Regions from separate parts of the Cricetulus griseus genome. Here region 2 is linked to region 1. A link is a contact called in public Hi-C data. All regions are on one chromosome and are shown on one strand. The core of a region is the stretch at or near the end of the contact, and the rest is flanking DNA. Distances in the headings are between cores, read along the strand shown.

What was found. A called contact is a pair of places that touch in the nucleus more often than the background predicts.
Region 2: a contact with region 1 is called in a Hi-C map of the CHO-K1 cell line, with 4 times the contacts expected there. The contact joins the promoter of Phldb2 here to the enhancer-like site in region 1. A contact is called at or near these places in 4 of 8 Hi-C or Micro-C datasets (the CHK-Q cell line, the CHO-K1 cell line and fibroblasts).

The regions. Positions count from the first base shown.
Region 1 is chr4:44,641,643-44,645,511 of CriGri-PICRH-1.0, reverse strand. No RefSeq gene overlaps it. Among named protein-coding and RNA genes, the nearest start is that of Plcxd2, 61 kb to the right of the region's middle. Within about 2 kb of position 1,486, at least 1 of the 6 cell types and tissues checked has open chromatin away from gene starts, as enhancers often do.
Region 2 is chr4:44,756,601-44,760,549 of CriGri-PICRH-1.0, reverse strand. It overlaps Phldb2 (pleckstrin homology-like domain family B member 2), which reads right to left and starts at 1,832. Exons shown (of 20, transcript XM_035444527.1): 1 at 1,814-1,832. LOC103160595 (a long non-coding RNA gene) reads left to right here and starts at 1,778. Exons shown (of 3, transcript XR_003484828.2): 1 at 1,778-2,334; 2 at 2,491-2,697; 3 at 3,369-3,699.

The sequences.
Region 1 (3,869 bases), core at 237-2,736:
TGATTCACAAACAAATGATTAGCTGTAAGGCCTTTGTTGTCATATTCTTGAGCTGTGCATGGACAGGCCAGCAAAAAGAAGAAACCCTTTGTTCAACAATGTTTACCTGACCACATTTCATGATGGCTTGTCTTTATATTAATCATGTAAATACTGGGAATTTTGGCTGCCTTGGAATTTGTGCCAGACAGTTAACTGAATTTTTAAGATAAATATGAGGTTAACAGAACCAGGGATTGGAGAGTAAAGGGAGGCTTGTTGCTGTAAACTACTCAATTCCTTCTTAACAACAATTGACTCAGACCCCAAGCCCACATGGGTCTGTGTAGTTGTAGATATTGGAGCTTTGATAGAACAGGTTGCTGATTGTTCCTGCCTAAAGCCTTGTTCTACTAAATCCCTTGGATTTAGGTGAGTGGACATTAGCTTGGATGCATAAGCTGGTAAACTCTTGAGTTCCCAGAGATGTGGTGACATCAATTCATCTTCTTGTTTTACATTTCCATTAGGGACCATGGGTTTGAAGGGCATGAAATGAAAGGGGCTGAGTCCTAACTTCAGGATGAACCGAGTTCACTAGGCCATACTTCCTTTTGCTCCCTGCATATTTCTTCCTTTACCTCCCATTAAAGAAGTGTGTAGTTCACTGCTTGGACCTTTTGGTTGTAGTGGCACCCAACTGATCTCAGGAAGTGTACAACCAGGGACCAGTGCATAGGCTGTGTCGGTGAGCATTGTTTACCATGCTGGCTTGACTCTCTAGATTATGCTACTCTGTGTGCTCAACTCTATGACTCACCAGAAAGATTGAGAACAAGGCAGAAGTGAATCCAATCCTGGCTCCACTTCTGACCACAGAATTACCATGGAAAAATCAATTAACTTCCATGGTTCTAACTTCCTAATGTGTGAAAAGAATGACAGTGCCTATCCTATTCACTCACTCTCAACAACAATCTCCCCCTTGCTAATATCCAACGTACAGAAAATCCAGATCTACCTCACTGACCTTCCAGTATGAGCTCAATGCTACACTGAAAGGTCACAGAAGTCCTGGAAGGCAGCCTACAGCACTGTGGGTAAATGTAGCCAGTATATTTGAATGCCCTGAAGCCTATGCCTTCTTCAAACCTGCCTCTGTCACTTGTGTTATTTATAGACACATTGGAGGTTGTCACTAGAGATGCATTTAACATTTTGCAGGGCATCATCATGGAATTCAGTTCATCATTATCCAAGATGTCCCTGGGAGGTAGCTCAGGCTTTCTCCAAATCCCAAGTTGGGTTTAATGTCTGCAATGGTCTCAATTCCTGCATCTAATTAACCATCAAGGCCACTAAAAATTCAAGTCACCAACTTCACCTGAGGGGATTCACATTGTAGCCGTAAATGATTGACCAAATGAGTATCACACATTACTTTGTTTAGTGCATGGCCCAATCTGTTCCCTAAATGGAGTTCAGAAGAATCAGGGCCCCCTACCTCTAACCACTTGACTAATAATTATCAGAGGTGGAAATCATTACAGGTCTGCCCAGCAGCAATATGCCACTTCTGCAACTAGTGGAGTTACAGTCAGACTAAAGAAGAGTGGGTTATATTTGTTAAAAATATTGTTTCTGGAATGCGTACAATTGAGGGAGTCTCTACCTCCTCCCCATTATTGCTATAAATATTGTTCTATTCCAAGAATCAGTTAATATCTTGTTGGATCATTAGACTATCTTTCCTGGGTAGTGACAGATGAGGCTCTTTACAAAGCCACAACCTCCTGTGCTTGAGGTGAAACTAGGCTTCAGGTCTGTGTGTGAGTCTTGATAGAGTTAATGAATCACTGAGCCGACAGGGGCCTTGGGGTGCTTACTGCTCTGGAAAGAATCATGTCTTTTAGGTGTTAAAAAGCCCTATGGGTTCTGGTGTCAGACCATACCTTCTATATAACAGTGCGTGTGTTCTATGGGTTGGGCACTCTGTTAGGCAAGGACTTTGGTGGTCTTGTTTAAAGGTAGGAGACAGCACTGAGTCAGTAAATGATTGACAGGCTGCCATGTGACAAGCTTAAGTAAACACACTTGATTCTGCTCCAGGAATTTGAGGACTTTTTAACCCCTTAGCATCCAAAGCAGGAAAACACATGTAATTTTTCTGAGAAATCCTGTCACTTGGAGATAACAGCCCTCTTAATGAACAGTATATCCCTCAGAATTACATGCACCATCCCTCTGGTATATCTGTAAGTAGAATGAAGCATGGAAGTAAAGTTCTGGAGCAGAGGGCTGTGCTGGTGGAACTACCATCAATGAGAACTTGTCAATGATCACAAATACCATATCCTATGATGAAAGATGAAAATACGTCTCAGCGAAACGTGAAACACGGAGCAATCAATGACTCACAGAGGAGAGAAGAGGGAAGGAAATACAGCAGGCTTTCCAGAATATGCTAAAGGACAAGTAACTGAATTATGCTGTCCCACACTGATATCTACACCTCTCCTTCAGGAGGCCATTGTCCAAGACATCCTAGTCACGAGGTGAGGCAAGGTGTTTGCTCTGTGATCTTGAGAGAAGGAGCAATGGCTGAGTAGGTTACCTACCTCCGCTGCTGCTGCTTTCTTGTCCAAAGTCTTTCCCAGCTTCTCTGCTCAGCTGGAGTCCAAGGCTGGGACAAGAAGCATCCACACAGGTTTCCACTCTTCCAGGCAAGAAAGCGATGTGCCCCTGTTGTCTTCCTTGCTGGTCACAGGTAGCAACTTGCTTTTGGTCAGGAGTGTGAACAGATGTGAAGGAAGGACTCTGTTGGTCTTGGCTGCAGACCTAACCAATCAATACACACCAGGCCTACTCAGATTCAACCAGTGAGCTGGGTGACATAACCAGAGAGCAGGACTGGGAAGTGGTGACAGAAAGCAGATCCTAATAGCCGTTGACTATTCATGAAGTGATTACCTTGTCACTTCATGGTAAGAGGCCTCAAGAAAAATCTACCTGAGAAAGGAAAGCTTCAGGAAGGAATCTGGAGGATCTTTTATTAAACCTCTAATTTAGTAGTAGGATTTCTTCTTTGACTTTTTTTTTAAATTTGAGAATTGCCTTACAGTTCTGTGAAGAAATAGGGCTGTATGTATTGAAAATGTGATATATGTTAGATATATTACCACATATTTTACCACCATTTTATGGTGAAAGGAGCAGAGGCTCAATGGAGCTAGGGGAACACAACCAGCAGGCAGTGCTAAAACTGGGATTAGAACCAGATCTGCTCTGAAAGCAAGGCCAGCGGTAATCTTCCCATGACACAGTCCAAAACAGACTGGGCTAATATCTCCTGAGGGTATCCAGGCCTGGTTCTCAGAACCTGTGAATATGTTACCATACATGGAAAACAAACAAACAAACAAAAAAACCAAACAAACAAAAAAACCCAGACTTTGCAAACTTGATTTTGTTGAGTGTGTGTGTGTTTCGCGTGTCAATTAATTTAATTAGAGTTACTTATAGGAACATGGACAACTCACCAGTAACTGCACCATTGAAGAAAATGCCTCTCATCTCTCAGCAGCCAACTGCTTATATGTCTTTAGGAAAAAGGTGTGGCCTTATAGATTAAGGATCTTGAGATGGAAGATTATTGTAATTTATTTAAGTGGAATCTTATATAATCATGAGAGGTCAAAACAAGAGGCTATGTAATGCCAGAGGTAGAGTCAAATACTAAAAATGAAATGTTACCAGCTTGGAAAATAGACAAAGAGATCCTGAATCAAGGAATGTAGACATCTTCTAACTGCTGGAAAGACAATGGAATGGGTCCTCCTTGAGGACTGTGAGAGAGAACATGGTCTCAGTGGCTCATTTTAAACCTTTGA
Region 2 (3,949 bases), core at 583-3,082, 110 kb before region 1:
TTTGTCAAAGTTTGGAGACCCTGTACCGAGTTTCTTAATTATGCGTTATGTTTAAGTTACACAATGAATTTATCAGGAAAAATAAATAAATAAAAACCTTTTAAACAACTAAGTCCGAGATAGGAAAAGGGAACCTCGAAAGATACAACTGCTACTTTTCAGAGAATCTTAGCTCTTTATTCAAATAAATATTTACACAATTGAAGCCAACGGCACCAGGCATATTCTGTTAAAATAGTGGGCTACTCTCAAGGTTTATTTATCCCAAATCCAACTACTCTGTTGCTATCCTACCAGGAACAAAGAATTCAAGTGATCCAAGGGCAAAAGTTTAACCCTGTGGAACTGTGAACCATATTTGGAGGCTCCCAGCTAAATTCAAACGTTTGAAGCCCAAAGAAAAAAATCTCAAACGTCCAAATTAAGCCCACGTTGGGAGCCTAGTTACAAGCATCATAGTTGAAAATTTACATCTGTAACTTACACATTCATATTCTGGAAGGAAATGCGGCTGGCAGATATTTATACTAACGGACTCCACATTTTATGTCTCTTCTAGACCCCTCACAGCTGCGCCGGGCTGTGACTAGTTGTGCATCCCAAAGCTCGAGTTATTTCAGAACCACAAAAGGAAGACTTCCAGGGAAGAGGGCTGGGCCGAGCTAAAGGATTTCCAGCCCTAGCCGGTCCACATAAAAGGCTGCAGGAGTCTTCCCTCTTTTAAGTGAGAAAGGTAAAAGAGGAACCGCTGGAAGGAGGTTGGAATTGTAAAGCTTTTCCAAACAGGAAATCCCAATCCGGGAAGGGACAGCCCGTCAGCCTTTTAATTTCCTGGTGGTGGCGGGAGTTAGCCAGGTCCTTGGGGCTTCAAGTGCTGATAGCTGGGGCAAAGTTACTGAGCGCACCAAGAACAGTTCAACTGCTCCTCGCAGTGTAGGGAGCTTGTGAAACAGGGTCGAAAGGATCCCATGATTTGGAGCTGCCATCACTAAGGGCGAAGGGAACACTATACCATCTACGTTTAGGGAAACTATAGCTGAATCGCAATCAAGGACTCCTGGTGAGAATCTGGGTCCGGAGGCTCACCCTGCAGCCTCACTCTGGAAACAAAGTACATCTAGAAGCCTAATTCAAAAAGATCCTCTCGGAACCCCATATTCCTCAGGATCCAGCTGTGGACCTTCTCTTTTCCTGGGGTCTAGATCTCTGCTTAAGCAAGTTTCCGCGAAAGTTGCCTTAGAGACCCTTAATTAAATCCTGCCTTTTCGCCTCAACCACTCTAGAGGCGTCACCGTACTGAGCACCCCTTCCCCACGAGCCCTCTACCCGACATCGTCATGCATAAGGAGGGCAGAGTATCCTAGGGTGGTACGGTTCGGGCTCTCCAGACCCCTGCCCAGGCTTTTGTCCCTACAGCCTGCAAGGGACGCAAAGAAAACCTGCGCCCAAGGCGCCCACTCACCAGCTCATCTTTCTCTGTAGTCGCAGCTTTCTTCACAGGTCCCGCTGCCCTTGGGCCTGGCCCTCGCTCCCGCCCTCCTTCCCTGCGGTCCTAGTCCGGGTTCCCGCAGCCACCGCAGCCGCCGCAGCCGCCACAGCCTTGCAGCCAGCCAGTCCCTGAGGCCGCGCACCGCGCACTCTGGGCGCCCCTCCCGGTGGGGGCGGCCACCGCCTCCTCTCCGCCCCCGACCTCCCCAGCGCGACCGGCGGCTACCAACTCGAGTGCGGGGGACGCTGTGTCCCCAGGCAGCCGCCAGGGTTCGCAAAAGCAGCTCAGTCCGCTCCTCCAGGACCACGGTAGCCCTCTACTCACCTAGGGTGACGAGGCGGCTGGGTGCCCGTGGCCACCTAAGGCAGACACACCGCTTTGCTCCGTGCCACACTCAGCGGCGCCCCTCGGACCACGATGGTGGACTCCACCAAGCTCGGTCCCTGGTCCCGACCCCCTCCCGAATCACAGCAGCGGGTCCTTGGAGTTCCAGCTGTGAAGTCAGGGCGCCTTCCGGCTCCTAGGCAGCTAAGTTGCTCCTGCTTTTAGTGCTGCTGAAGTGCCTGGCTACTCATCACCCTGCCCCACCTTCTCAAAGCTGTGTTCGCAGCAATGTAGTAGAAACCTTTGTGACTGGATTTTTCTTTTCTTTTCTTTTTTTAAAAGAAGGTGGAAATGGGACAGGAGAACACACGTCCTCGGGTGGAGGTTTCTTCCCCATGATGAAGTTTCTGCTCTGGGAAACTCCAGGGGACCGCACCTCTGCCACACACTGTTCTCCCCGGGGCAGGTTTACCTGATGCGTCAGGAAAGCAGTTGTGCCAAACAGCAGGGCGACGCCTGGGGTAAGGGCAGGAATGAGAAGACTTTAAAACTCTGTGACACCGATTTCCTTGGAATGGTGTCTCATAAACGGTTCGATGTTTTCCATAAATTTAACATAACCAGTGAAAACTATACTAATGTGGACTTTTTTCACTATTGCTTCCTTGGGAGGCTAGGAAATGGACTGGGGAGGACGACCCACAGTCCATCTTGACACGCCCAGATGGGATTGCCTGCAAAGTTCTGGCCCAGTGGGGTTACAGTGATGAAAGACAACAACCCTGGAGGAACGCACAGCATAAGGAAAGCGCAAGGACCAGCAAGCTCTTTAATTAATAGCAACGTAGCCTGGGACAGTTGCTACCAGCAAGGATGTCTCTAAGGTTGGTACAACAGAGGTACCGGTGGTGCTGGTGCACAGCAAGGCAGCCTCTGCTTCATCTATGCAAAATGCCTGGAGCTGTGAGTAAACTCATGTAACAAAATGCTTATTTAAAATGTTGCATTTGTGTAAGTAAAAGTCTGACTTTTAAAATTAAATATATTTTACTATGTATATGTATGTGTGTTTTTGTGCCTGTATGTGCACGTGAATGGAGGGGGGCGGGGCAGAAACAACGTGGGTTTTCACAGCCAAACTTGATCCTCTACAAGAGTGGTACAGCTCTTAGCAGATTAACAACCTTGCCAGCCCCTAAAGTTTGACTTGTAATTTCTGCTGTAGCCATTCCTATAAAAAATGGTTTGCATTTTTGAGTGTTCTCCGCCCACTACCCCGGTAGGATTTGCACCACAATAATAAATTCACGAGTTACACACTGTCCTTCCCCTCATCTCCATCAACTTCAAATCCCTTACCAAATCTCAATAAAAATAAAGACATTCTTGATTCTGCTTACCTTCCAATTATATTACTGCTTAAGTATAACAAAACACCTTCAAGAAATGAGAAACGCTGTCTCCACTTTCTGCCTTATCACACTCCAGTCAGAAGTTGCCTTTATTGTGTCCCCTTGAGCTTGAACCACTCAAATGAAAGATTGCTCCTTCACAGGTATGGTGGAACATGACAATAATCCCAGCGCTTGAGAAGCTGATGCAAGAGGATCAAGAATTCCAGGCAAGCTTGGGCCTCATAACAAGTTGGGACCAGCCTGAGATACATAGTGAAGACCTGACTCAAAACACCAAAGGCTGACTATTGAAACCAAAATGGCAGTTCCTCAGAAAACTGTGAATCCATTTACCATAAAATCCAGCGATGCCACTCTTGGGCACATAACTAAAGGACACTCCATCCTACCACAGAGATACTTGCTCAGCTATGTTCATTGCAGCATTATTCATAATAGCCAGAAACTGGAAACAACCTAGATGTCCTCAACCAATGAATGAATAAAGAAAATGTGGTACATTTATACAATGCAGTATTACTCAGATGCTAAAACAAAACAAAACAAAAACATTTGCAGGCAAATGGATGGAACCAGAAAACAAAAATCACCCTGAGTGAGGTAACCCAGACCCAGAAAGACAAACATAGTATGTACTCACTCATAAGTGAATATTAGCTGTTAAAAATGATAATCAAACTATAGCCCACAGCTCCAGAGAGGTTAGGCAAAGAGGACGACT